Regions from separate parts of the Sus scrofa genome. Here region 1 is linked to region 2. A link is a contact called in public Hi-C data. All regions are on one chromosome and are shown on one strand. The core of a region is the stretch at or near the end of the contact, and the rest is flanking DNA. Distances in the headings are between cores, read along the strand shown.

The links. Hi-C and Micro-C count contacts between places; a contact is called where the count stands out from the background.
Region 1: a contact with region 2 is called in a Hi-C map of subcutaneous adipose tissue, with 2.6 times the contacts expected there. The contact joins two enhancer-like sites. A contact is called at or near these places in 1 of 5 promoter capture datasets (fetal liver), 29 of 47 Hi-C or Micro-C datasets (adipose tissue, blood, embryonic fibroblasts and 13 more) and 2 of 2 datasets of contacts at active chromatin or transcription factors (alveolar macrophages and skeletal muscle).

Annotation. Positions count from the first base shown.
Region 1 is chr6:145,076,777-145,082,894 of Sscrofa11.1, forward strand. All of the region lies in intron 1 of LOC110261213 (a long non-coding RNA gene), which reads right to left. Among named protein-coding and RNA genes, the nearest start is that of SERBP1, 110 kb to the right of the region's middle. Within about 2 kb of position 3,720, at least 21 of the 83 cell types and tissues checked have an H3K27ac peak or open chromatin away from gene starts, as enhancers often do. A contact at or near this core is called in adipose tissue, fetal liver, omental adipose tissue and 2 more, where this site is marked.
Region 2 is chr6:144,863,915-144,870,367 of Sscrofa11.1, forward strand. The region is part of intron 2 of GNG12 (guanine nucleotide binding protein (G protein), gamma 12); the gene reads left to right. Among named protein-coding and RNA genes, the nearest start is that of GADD45A, 77 kb to the right of the region's middle. Within about 2 kb of position 4,552, at least 50 of the 83 cell types and tissues checked have an H3K27ac peak or open chromatin away from gene starts, as enhancers often do. A contact at or near this core is called in adipose tissue, fetal liver, omental adipose tissue and 2 more, where this site is marked.

The sequences.
Region 1 (6,118 bases), core at 2,470-4,969, 210 kb after region 2:
CATTGCAGCACTATTCACAACAGCCAAGCACAGAAGCAACCTAAATGTCCATCAGCAAATTAATGGATTAAGAAGATGGGGTGCATGCATGTCATGGAATACTACTCAGCCATAAAAAGAACAAAAGAATGCTATTTCCAGCAATATGGATGCAACTAGAGATTATCTTACCAAGGGAAGTTAAGTCGGAAAGAGAAAGCAAATACCATATATCTCTTAAATATGTGGAATCTTAAAATATGGCATAAATGAACCTCTCTACAAAACAGAAACAGACTCACAGATATAGAGAATAGACCTGTGCTTGCTAAGGAAGAGGGGAGAGGGAGAGGGATGGATGGGGAGTTTGGGGTTATTAGATACAAACCATTACATTTAGAGAGGATAAGAAAGGAGGCCCTACTGTAGAGCCCAGGGAACTATATCCAGTCACATGGAATAGACCATGGTGGAAGATAATATAAGAAAGGGAATGTATATATGTATGACTGGGACACTTTGCTGTACAGCTAAATTTGGCACAACATTGTAAATCAACTATAATTTAAAAAAAAAAAGAATTAGGGGGGAACAAAAGAAGAGTAGGCCAAGACCTGGAAGATTTTTGCTCTTCTTTGCTAGCCTTGTAGCTGCAGCTGAGACCTATGCCATAGCCACAGCAATACCAGATCCAAGTTGCCTTTGCGACCTAGGCCTCTGCAACCTACTGGATCCTTACCCCAGAGGCCAGGGATTGAACTAACATCCTCACGGAGACAACGCCAGGTCCTTAACCCACTGATCCCTAACAGGAGCTCCTTTTTGCTAGCTTTGAAAAGCTAAGGTGAAGAAATGTGGAAGTGATATAGGGTTAGAGGAGGAAAGTGTGGGGAGATGGGGAAGAAACCTTGAGAATGGAACAGTGGAAAAGGCTGGCTAAACATATGATCTCATTGGAGTTCCCGTCGTGGCGCAGTGGTTAACGAATCTAACTAGGAACCATGAGGTTTCGGGTTCGATCCCTGGCCTCCCTCAGTGGGTTAAGGATCCAGCGTTGCCATGGGCTATGGTGTAGGTCGCAGATGTGGCTCAGATCCTGTGTTGCTGTGGCTCTGGTGTAGGCCGGCAGCTACAGCTCCTATTAGACTCCTAGCCTGGGAACCTCCATATGCCATGAGAGCAGCCCAAGAAATGGCAAAAAGACCAAAAAAAATATATATATATATATATGATCTCAGTCCTCCAAACAACCCTGGTGTGATTTCCACCTTGCAGATGAGCAAAGCGAAGCCTGGAAATGCTGAGGGCTACCCCAAAGGTCGCAGAGCCAAAGCAGGTCCTCCCTCTGCCTGAGTCCAAAGTTGGTGCTTTTGTTGCAAAACCAGGCTGCATCTCCTGTGCCAAGGGGGAGGGAAGGGAGGGATCAGTGCACACACTGCAGGCCAGACTATGCATGTCAAATCCTGTCCTTCCACTTACCAGCCTGGGGACCTTGGCTGAGTTACCTAACTCTAGGCCTCAGTGTTATCATCAATAAAATGGGAGTGATGACAAGAAGGATGGCTTCATGTGGATGATGTGAACACGAATGATCCCTAGCAAGTAAAGCACTTAGAAAACCATCCATTAGCCTTAGCGATGGTCATTCTCCCAGGTGCCCCACACACACACGAATGGGGGCCAAATGGCCCAAGCAGAATCCAGCAGGCCCAGGAGGAACCCACTTCCTCATTCCTCCAGACCCAACTTCTCCTTTGTCCTCCTTGCCCAAGGTCAGAACCCCACCAGATCTCAGCTGCTCACGTCATTACAACAGAGGCTCCTGTGATTTGTGCAGGTGATTTACATCTGAGACAGAAGAGAAATTTCAATTGACACAGGAAATACATCTTGTGGAGACCAAACCGGCGAAAGCAAAACTCAGCCCATTCCATTTTATCAATTTCTTCGCTGGGGTTTCCAACTCAGACAGCAGCAGCCTCGGTTTTGGCTTCATGTTCACATCTCTCAAGGTTTCCAAGACAGTTCAGAAAAGGACCAGGATCACACAGCCACCAAATGGAGAAACTGGGATTTGAACCTAGACCATCCGATTTCAGACCCCGCCTACTTAATTGCTTCCCCACACAGGGCCACATTTCTCTAGGGAATACACCTTGAGGACAGGCACCGGCTCCCATCAGACTTGCAACCCTGGCAGCTACTAGCTGCTTGCTCGTAATAAATAATCAGTACCCACTGATAGACTTGTTGCCTGACCACAGGAAATGTTTTCATTTAATCTCGTCTCCTTAGAGTTGATTATCTCAGGGCTGAATTGAGGAAAGGTTGAGATAGTTAGTCATTGATTCATCAAGCATGTACTGAATGCCTAACCTGGGCCAAAGCCTGGGTGCGAGAGGAATGAAAATCAGCAAGACAAGATCCCTGTACTCCAGCAGCTTCTTTGTCAGGAAGGCAATGCAGGAATTCCCAATCCTGGATGAAACCCTTGATTTCCTGGGGAGCTTTTAAAAAAATATTGATGTCTGGGCCTCACCTCCAGTGGTTCTGATTTAATGACGCTAAGCTGGGACCCCAGACTTTGTTGTTGTTGTTGTTTAAATAGTAAACTTATTTTAGAAGGTATAGATTTACAGAATTATGACGAATGTAATAGAGAGCATTCCTATGAATGCCATGCCTCGTTTCCCCTGCTATTAACATCTTACATCAGTATGGGACATTTGTCACAATTAATAAACCAATATTAATGCACTATTATTAACCAAAGTCCACACTTTATTTCAATTTCCTCGGCTTTCCCCTAAGGTCCTTTTCCTGTCCCAGAAACTTACCCAGGTCACCTCATTACACTTAGTCATCACGTCTTCCGAGGCTACGTTTCAGTGACAGTTTCTTGGCTTTGGTTTCATCTTCTTTTGTTTAACTCTTCAGAGTCTATTATGCAGCCAGGGTTGAGAACTTCTGGCCTGGGATCAAAAGCATGGAACTTCTAGAGGGGAGCTGTCTAGGTTCAACTTCTGGCTGGGCTACTTAACAGCTAGGAGAACTTGGGGTGAGAAGCAATCCCACAGAGCCCCCATTTTCTGACGTGTAAAATGGGAATACAAATAGTAGCTTACCCCATAAGTTGTGAAGGTCAAATGAGGCCAGTGTTTCTCAACTTTCTTACATCATAGCGCCCAGAGAAAAAAAATACAGTATTCATATTGTGTCCTGGCACAACACACACGTTATTGTGGCATAAATGGGTGAATCTGCTCACAGCCAGGGGTAAGGGGATCGAAGGTTGAGCCACCTATCACTCTTCTATGCTGGGTTAGGAAGTTCTGGGCTGACACCCACAGAAGCACTTAGACCCCACCTCGGCCCATGTGAGCCATCCATTAACATTTTCCAGAAATGTGGAAGCAACAGACCTGCAAAGAGCAAGGAGCAGCGCGGACTGGGGCAGTAACAGTGAAAGTAAGGGCAGTACTTCCAAGCTCATTTGTAAGGACCTGCTGCCTTTCCAAAGCAAATGAGTGTTGTCTCTGGAGCAGAAGGGAACTGCTCTCGCTTCCTAAAGGACTCTGGGTGACCAGCTATGGACAAACCCTAGGGCACCTCCTTACACTGTGAGGAAGAAGAGCAACCATGCTGCTGGCACGCGCAAGACAGAAAGCCTGGCAAATTAAGTGGTGGCACTTGGAAACTGAAGACAAAAGATTTCATGTCAAGAGCCTCCTTGTTCCTTCTGCTGGCTACTTCCTCTCTGGCGCCACCCTCTGGTGTCAGCTAGGTCAAGCAGAACTTCCAAAGCTGGTAAGTTGTTTTGTTTTTTAATGGAGTGCTTTTTTTTCTCTCACTTTTTAGGGCCACACCCACATCATATAGAAGATCCCAGGCTAGGGGTCAAATCGGAGCTAGAGCTGCCAGACTAAACCACAGTCACAGCAACGTGAGATCCTTAACCCACTGAGCAAGGCCAGGGATCGAACCCCGTATCCTCATGGATATCAGTCGTGTTCGATTCCACTGAGCCACAATGGAAACTCTGAGTTTTTTCCCTTATTACAAAACCTAAGACTTGAGAATACCAAATAAAATCAATTTCTAGGGGAAAAAAATAAAAACTCTCAATAGGAAAAAAGTTATAACACTGTCCGGGCCATTGCAGAACCCAGAGGATATATTCAAAAATTGAAAAATTGAGACGTTCCCGTCATGGCTCAGTGGAAACAAATCCGACTAGTGAACCATGAGATTGCAGATTTGATCCCTGGCCTTGCTCAGTGGGTTGAGGATCCGGCGTTGCCCTGAGCTGTGGTGTAGGTCGCAGAAGTGGCTCGGATCCCGCATTGCTGTGGTCCTGGCATAGGCCAGGGCAACAGCTCCGATTAGACCCCTAGCCTGGGAACTTCCATATGCCACGGGTGTGGCCCTAAAAGGACAAAATATTTAAAAATTTTTTTTGAAAAATTCTAGGGGCTTGATGATTTCCTTTTGACACAAAATGACCTAATACATTTGCAATTTGTGGTTCTTGGTATTGAGGTTCATAGGAAGCTAGAAAGTCTTCAAGCCTTGAGCTGAATTCCATGAGGAGTTATCTGGCTTTTGAATCAGTTTTTCTTTATCTAAGAGGTGACAGCAGCAACAGCACCCACCTTCCAACAGCTTCTTTCTGGACATGGTGAGCCTGCAGAACCACCAGAGTTTCACCCACCTGGGAGCCAAGAGACTCGGAGACCACTGCATGCGTGGCAGCTGGGAGTCGCCCAGCCACATCCCCTGCATCTTTCCAGCCAGCTTTGAATGCAATGTTTGGATGAGTGGGATCAAAGATTCTCTCAGCATCTGCTCCTGTTTCTGGGCAAGAACTGCAGCCAGCACGGAGGAAATGGGAGCTCCAGGCCCGCTCATGGACCGAAGGCTCTGCTGCCCAAAGAGGCTGGATCACAGGATGAGGGCTGTGCCCACTGGAGGCATATTTGTACGGGGCAAAGACATTAATCATCCAGCCGAGCGTTGTTACCTCAAAGTTGATCTTGGGATCAACCTCTGGGTTCAAATATCCCAGTTCATCTTCAGTAACAGAAAATCTTTCATTTATTTTTTCTTATTTGATAGGCGTGTATTTCTTGAGGCTGAAGAAATTAGAGATGTGAAAGATTGTGAACTTTAGATGGTTATCTCTGCAATTTGCCCACAAATGTGTCAGCACCATCCCTAAAGGGCAGTGCCTGCACATCTGAGACCCAAAGAGATTTATGGATGATCTCGAAATGTTAATAAATGCTGATGCGTGGAAAAGACGTCTCACCACTATAAAGCATTTCTGTGTTCCTCATCTTATAGTGAAGTGTGTCCGTGGCAAAAGTTTCATAGTTGGCAGAGCAGGGTTCACATTTTAGCCCAGCTGTGTGATCTTGGGTAAGGTGCTTAATCTCCCTGAGCCTCCATTTCCTCATTTATAAAATCAGGATTTTAAAATGCCACCCTTGGCGTTCCCATCGGGCTCAGTGGAAACGCATCTGACTAGGATCCATGAGGACGCAGGTTCGATCCCTGGCCTTGCTCAGTAGGTTAAGGAGCCGGTATTCCATGAGCTGTGGTGTAGGTCGCAGACATGGCTCAGATCTGGTGTTGCTGTGACTGTGGCGTAGGCCAGCAGCTATAGCTCTGATTTGACCCCTAGCCTAGGAGAACCTCCATATGCCTCACGTTCAGCCCTAAAAAGACAAATACATAAATAAATAAAAATAAAAATGCCACCCTTAAATTGTTGTTTTGAGAGGATTAAGAAGAATGGTAACTGCTAAGCTGAATGCCCAGCACGTGGTAAAAGCTCAATCATGGGCGACCAAGACTGCGATTAGTCCCACGACAACTTTGTGAGTTTGGGCAGGCGCACATCATGGATGAAGGAATCAGAACTCAGAGACACAGAGTGGCTGATCCATGTGAGTGGCACAGCCCCCTGGGGCTTCCACTCTGGTTCTCCAGGCACTGAGTGCAGAGTCCTTTCCTCATTTCACACACAGGGTGCCTGCTCTTCTCCCTGCCAGATTCACAGACACTCAGCTGAGGCTCAGACCACAGGGCTGGAGAAGCAGCCACGTCAGAGGGAGCTGAAGCAGGGAGTGGACAATCC
Region 2 (6,453 bases), core at 3,302-5,801:
GAGAGTATTTGACAATAGGAGCTTTAAAAAACAAGCAACATTCTTACAAGATATTTATCAAACACCCACCGTGTACTCAGCCACGCTCCAGGAGCTGGGCAACCAAATGTAAGCCGCGGGGTTTGCCTCCATGGAGGTGGGGGACAAGGCAGCTGCATGAGCTTGCTTTTGTGGCACAGCAAGGTCAGCATGGTGGTGGCACTGTAGGAGGCTCAAGGGAGGCCCCTAACTCAGCCGGGAGTCAGCAGAGAAAGTTGGGGGACGCTATGATACAGACCAGGGTTGAGCTGCCCTTGCCTGCTTTGGGATTTTTGGAGGGACTCACAGGCATAAGTTGGCCCTTGATGTCTGACAGTATCCGGCACTGATAACTACTATCATTTGTAGCTCATGTTAGCAGAAGGATGAGCTGCGAAGAGAGAGCCTGTTGCTAAAATAATGGCACCTTAGTCAGCTGTCAGGTCCATAAAGGTAAAAAAAAAATACTAAATCAATTAGAACAGGACTAGCTAATTGTTGTCAACATATGTGTCATCTACAGTTGATTGGAGCCAGGTGTTGAAAAGGGCTATTAATGAACTCATGTCTGGGCCCAACAAGAAAGAGCACAGTGATCCATTAGTGATGTCTGCCATGGGTGTAGTAGGAAGAAGGGGCAGCATATATGCCAACATCTGCCATCCTCAAATTAGAATAAGAGTTCAAATAACTGTAATCATAAAACCCTGCATACTTGGCATTTTTCAGAGACAACAATGCTCTGTTTGTGTGTGAAGGTTTTGAAAGTAAACAGGCATACTTTCAAAGCTATCTATTGGACTTCAGGGTCCATTCAGCTGAGGGTCCTTTACTTGCTAGACAGCTGCTCCCATCCCGAATCAGAGCTGGAAGCAGAGCAACGTCCTGAAACACTAAGGAACGATGAATCAATTAACCCTACATTGATGAAGTTATATTTCTCCCCGTGGATGGGGAGGAAAGAAACATGCGTTAGACCTTCGTGACGAGCTTATGTAAGAAAAGGGGCTGCTAAGGAGAACATCAGTTATTCAGAGCTTCCCATGAAAGGGTCAGCCTAATCAATCAAGGATGAGCCAGGAGCACAGGGGGTGGAGAAGAGACCGCGGTTCCTTGTGTCTTGGTAATAACTCTTGCTGAAAGACAGCTGCGATACAAATGCACTGGTACTTGTCACGCTGCACGGTCATTAACCTGACATCTCTGTTGCGCCGTGTTAAATGCTGATTTGGGTTAGAAAGGCAGCCGTGAACTCTAAAGGATGGGGAGAGGTGCATTTAGTACGTGAGTTTATTAGCATGCGCTATTCGAGAGAGGTTCCTGTTTGCTTGCTGTTATGGTTTGGCTCTTCTCCAGTATTCACAGGAGGACCTTTATACCAGTCTTGCTCTTCATGCTGGAAAATCAATTAGGTGTATCTTTGGGGGATGCTCTTGAATGGAAACAAGGGCCAAGGTATGGCTTGTATGGTTACCTGTGTTTAGGGAATATTATAGGGAGCAGTGCAATAGCAGGTATTTGGTACAGCTCCTTTTTTTTTTTTTTTTTTTTTTTGGTCTTTTGTCTTTTTGGGGCTGCACCCATGGCATATGGAGGTTCCCAGGCTAGGGGTCTCACCGGAGCTACAGCTTCCAGCCTATGCCAGAGCCATAGCAATGCCAGATCTGAGCCACGTCTGCGACCTACACCGCAGCTCATGGCAACAGCGGATCCTCGACCCCCTGAGCGAGACCGGGAATCGAACCCGCAACCTCATGGTTCCTAGTCAGATTTGTTTCTGCTGCACCACGATGGGAACTCCGGTGCTTGTACTTTTGTACACATGGTCCCAGACACTGCCTCCCTGACCTGTTGGAAGGCCGCATCCTGGACAGTGGATAGTGCTTCCCCAGACCACACGGCTATCTACACAAAAATATAAATGGCCAGTCTTCGAGGCCATGATTTTTACTCCAGGTCTTTTTCGGAAATAGACTATGAATGCATGTATAGGAGGGTGTATGTATGTGTGGTTGGGAAATTCCAGGTAACCTAGATGATAGTTAAACACTGTTGAAAAAATATTTTAATAAAAAGCAAAAGCAGAAGGGCATGCATCTTTTTTTTTTAATGATCAAAAATAATTCCTTCCCTCTTAATGTTATTTTTTAAGTATCTAGTGTATAGATTATTGCCTGATGCTACGCAAAGTGTTGTAAAATAGGAAATACATCCGATAAGGGGGAGGGGTGCAGTCCGCACAAGTCAGTGATGCTGTAGCTGAGTCATTAAACTGAAAGAACTGAAATTTATTCTGCGCATGTACTTGCCAGTCTAACATGTGTCCAAGGCAAATGGCATGGCTCAGTGAGAAGGATTGTAAATATGTGTAGCATATTCTGAGAAGCGAGTGGACCTAGAAACCCAACCCCCAGTGATACCACCGTTTCTATGGGAAAATATGCCCCTTAAGCGCCTTCTTTGAAACCACCTTTTGAAACCCTGCCGATTTATAAGTTGGGGGTTAATGATATGAAGCGATCACCTACTGATCTGTAGAATTCTCAGCCTGAGTCCATCATCAGGCATTTATTGAGTAACTCCTGGGTGGATTACACCCTGATAAGCATGGCAGGGTGAAACAAAAGAAATAAAGGAGCGTTTCTGCCCTCAAGAAGCTTGTACCCAGCCGGAGAGGAGAAAGCATGCCTGCAGAGCAACCTGAGAGCATTCCCAGTGCCTGAGCTACAAAGCTCGGGTCCTGAGGGCAGCAGCCTCAAGGAGGGGAGCTTGTCGCTCTTCACTTGTCATCCCCAGAGGCACACCAAAGACTCTCCAATTCTTCCCGGAGAGCCTCGCACGCACAAGCGTGAAGCCACGGCTGCAGTGAATGTCATATGACTCCCAGATGCTGAGCAATTGGAAACCACAACTGGCATGTGCCATTACCTTATTAGGAAGGGTTCGGGCTTCTCTTTTTCTCCCCCTACTTTTTCTTTCTTTCCTTTCTTTCCTTCCTTCCTTCCTTTCTTCTCCCCACCCACCCCCCAGCCCCCCACACCTTAAAGGTAGGCTCTTGGCAATCTGGATAATGGTGTATCCCCTGTGCCCCAAATTCCAGCTCCAAAGCACACCCTGGTGAATATGGCTTTCTGAGATGTGGAGCCTGACTTTATGTTCTGTGTCATTTTCTGGGAGTGTCTAGACACGAGACAGACCTTAACCAGTGACTCGGGATGGCACGCAGGCTCCTTGCCTTATTTGTAAGGCAGAGCTGCTGCTTTTCATTGAGCTCAAGCCTTGAGGTCACCAAAAGGGAGAAGGGACATGGGGGGAGGGAGCAAATTGGCTGTAAAATTCCTGAGTCTGGGGCTGTGCTACAGGCCCCTGGGAATGCTGACAGCCTGTGGAGAGGGGAATGTGGCTGGGGCTGGGCTGCCAGGTAAGGCCTCCAGATCAACCACTGTGTCCTGATTGGAAATGCCTTAAACACAGGCTCTTTGCTCCATTCTGTACATTGCCTCTGAGAAGTACAGAGGGTACTTCCCCGGGGCTGAGTCAGCAAATACTTGCACCCGAGGCTTCCATATGATGCTGTTCTTTAGCTTCCTGGTTACTCCTGAGGCTGTAGGGGAAGGAGGGGGGGCACGCCTATCCAGAGGGTTTAAATAACAATAATAATGCAAACTTTCATGGAGCATTTACTGTGGTCACCAATTGGAAATGCTTCATAGGCTTGTCTCATTCAAATCTCTCTCAGCCCTTTGCAAGGTTTTTACATAATTATCTCCATTTGGCAGATGAGAAAACTGAGGCTTAAGAAGGGCAGGTAACCTAGCCACTGCTAGTAGGTGACAAAACTGAGCTGCAGACTCAGATGTGTCTGCCCTCACATGGAATTGCCAGATGGCTCTGCCTCTGGAACAACTTTTTTTTTTCTTTGTCTTTTTGTCTTTTTGCCATTTCTAGGGCCGCTCCAGCGGCATATGGAGGTTCCCAGGCTAGGGGTCCAATTGGAGCTGTAGCCGCCAGCCTACGTCAGAGGCACAGCAACGCAGGATCCGAGCCACGTCTGCAACCTACACCACAGCTCACAGCAACGCCGGATCCTCAACCCACTGAGCAAGGGCAGGGATCGAACCCTCAACCTCATGGTTCCTAGTCGGATTCGCTAACCACTGAGCCACGATGGGAACTCCTGGAACAACTTTTTACCTACAGTTTCTCACAGAGCTTTCTTCAACTTAATTCTGCATTATTGGGCAAGGAGAGGAACTCCCCCACCGCCCGGCAGTGAGAAGAGGGAGGGGGCTTGGAAAAATAAGTCGAGATGAATTCATTTTGAAAAAAGGAGGATTTGAGAGGGAAGTGCCCCGTTCGTCTACAGAAAGGAAGAGGCTCTCCTGGACGCTGTGTGAGGGAAGAATGCGTGGAAATGAGTGGGAGAAACAGAAAGTAAACCAGGGCAGGGCAGGATCCAATAGAAGGAAATGGGAGAGTCAGCAAAGAAAGGGGCAGTTCCTGCCTCCGAACTCAGCGCGTTAATGATCAGCGGCTCCGCAAACGCTTCAGTCCTCGCGTGCCCTCCGCGGTATGCAGAACTCCCTCCTTGGGGCGTAGGGGGTGGTTGCTCTCCCCAAAAACAAAACCATGACATTTAATTCTGAGTTTCTGCAGGGACTGGATGAAGTCACCACTGGAAAAACAAGAATGGCAGCGCATGTTAATTCTTTCAGGAGCCCTCAGAGGGTGCAAATAAGACACTGCCACCCCCGGGGAGAGCCTGCGGCCCTTCCTCCACCCTCTCTCCTGGCTGCCCCCTCCCCCCCAGCTTCCTGCCCCCTTCTCGATGCCTCCATTGACGATCTCACATCCCTTGTGTTTCTCTGAAGAAAAAAAAAAAAAAAAATGTATAAAGGAGATTTTTGTAAAGCCAACTCTGTCTTCCCAGACGCCCCTGGTATCTTTGCTGGCCCTCTCTGACTTTCCTGTGAGATTGATCTCTGATTGGCCGCCTGCCTCCTCGCACTGCTTTCTCTGTCACCAGCATCTAAAAAGCCCGGGATCTCTTTATTGATCTTAAACCAAACTCTTAACTACCCAGGATTTCCCTTCTTCAGCAGAACTCTTTTGCAAACGGAAGAGCCCTTTACAAAGCAAATCGTGATCCCCTTTGCAGGACGACTTTTTTTCTTTTTTGTCCTCCCTAAAATGGAAAACACTCTCTGATCCCTGCCCTCCCTCTCTCCACCCCCCTCCCCCTGCATGCAGACTAAGAGTCTCTGGTTTTAATATAGCCAGTTCTGTAATTATTTGTCTTCTTTGCAGATTAGGAGACTGAAACATTGCAGCCACTCACCGCAGGTTCCCACTTGGCCCCAGTGAATAGAGCAACGCCCCACCATCCTTCTCCCCGTGGCCAGCAGCCTCAAGTCCCACAATATCTCTGCCTTGGCACGGGGAGCTGACATTGTTCGCATAGCGTACATTCCTGGACAATGGATCTATCCAATTTAACCTTCAGAGCACCCCCATCGGTTTGTGGGTGTCTGTTCCGGGGAGAGGAGGAGAGACAGTTCACACATGGTGCTACCCACACACGCCAGAATTCCAAATCTTGGTCCGCAAGAGATTAGCTGAAAACTGTGACACTCAAATGCACTGGGGAAGTCAATTGTTTGATGCAGTTCAGTTTTTTTTGTCAGGAAACAGATAGCGCTGGTACTGGCTTCTTTATAAATGCTCCCCACTCACTCCCCTCCCATTATATGACAGCCTTTTAAAAATAGCCCCATTTCATGTGGAATGAATCTTCATTCATTAAGATGCTATAATAACACCATCGTTCTTGAGATACTTTCTGGTTATGAGTGGTGCCTAATCAGGGAAACGTTAAAACTCTTTTCTCAAAGACCACGTCTTGTATCACCCAACACCGAGAAGAGTCTTTGTGTTTTTAAAGCTACATTTTTGCCGTTTTGTGTGTATGAAGTTGGGTTCCAGAAATGACCCCAGGAAAAATATAAATTAAAACTCACCAGTTTTTCTTCCACTTCTTTTGAGTGAATTATCCTCTCTTCCCCTCCCCCCCCCCGCCCCACAACCCCAGCCTCCAAAATCTTTTAAAATATGTTATTGGTTTGAGGGATGTCTAGCTGCCTTTTGCTTTCAAACTGAAGTTAAAGCTTTCAACATCCTTGTCACCCTCCTTTTATCTCCTTTCACCTCTCCCTGTGTCTAAGACGATGAACATTTTAGAACTTTGAAATCAAAATAAAATTGCAACGTCCCTGAGTTACTTACTGGTGCTCAGTAGGGCTTAAGCATGATTTTTTGCACATAATTTAAAAATCAAAACACCAACTGGCGGATTTAAGCCAAACCCCCCTATTTTTAGAACAGCATTAAAAAAAAAAAGGCAGATTTTATTTTCAGCCACACAGCCAAAGAGTAACG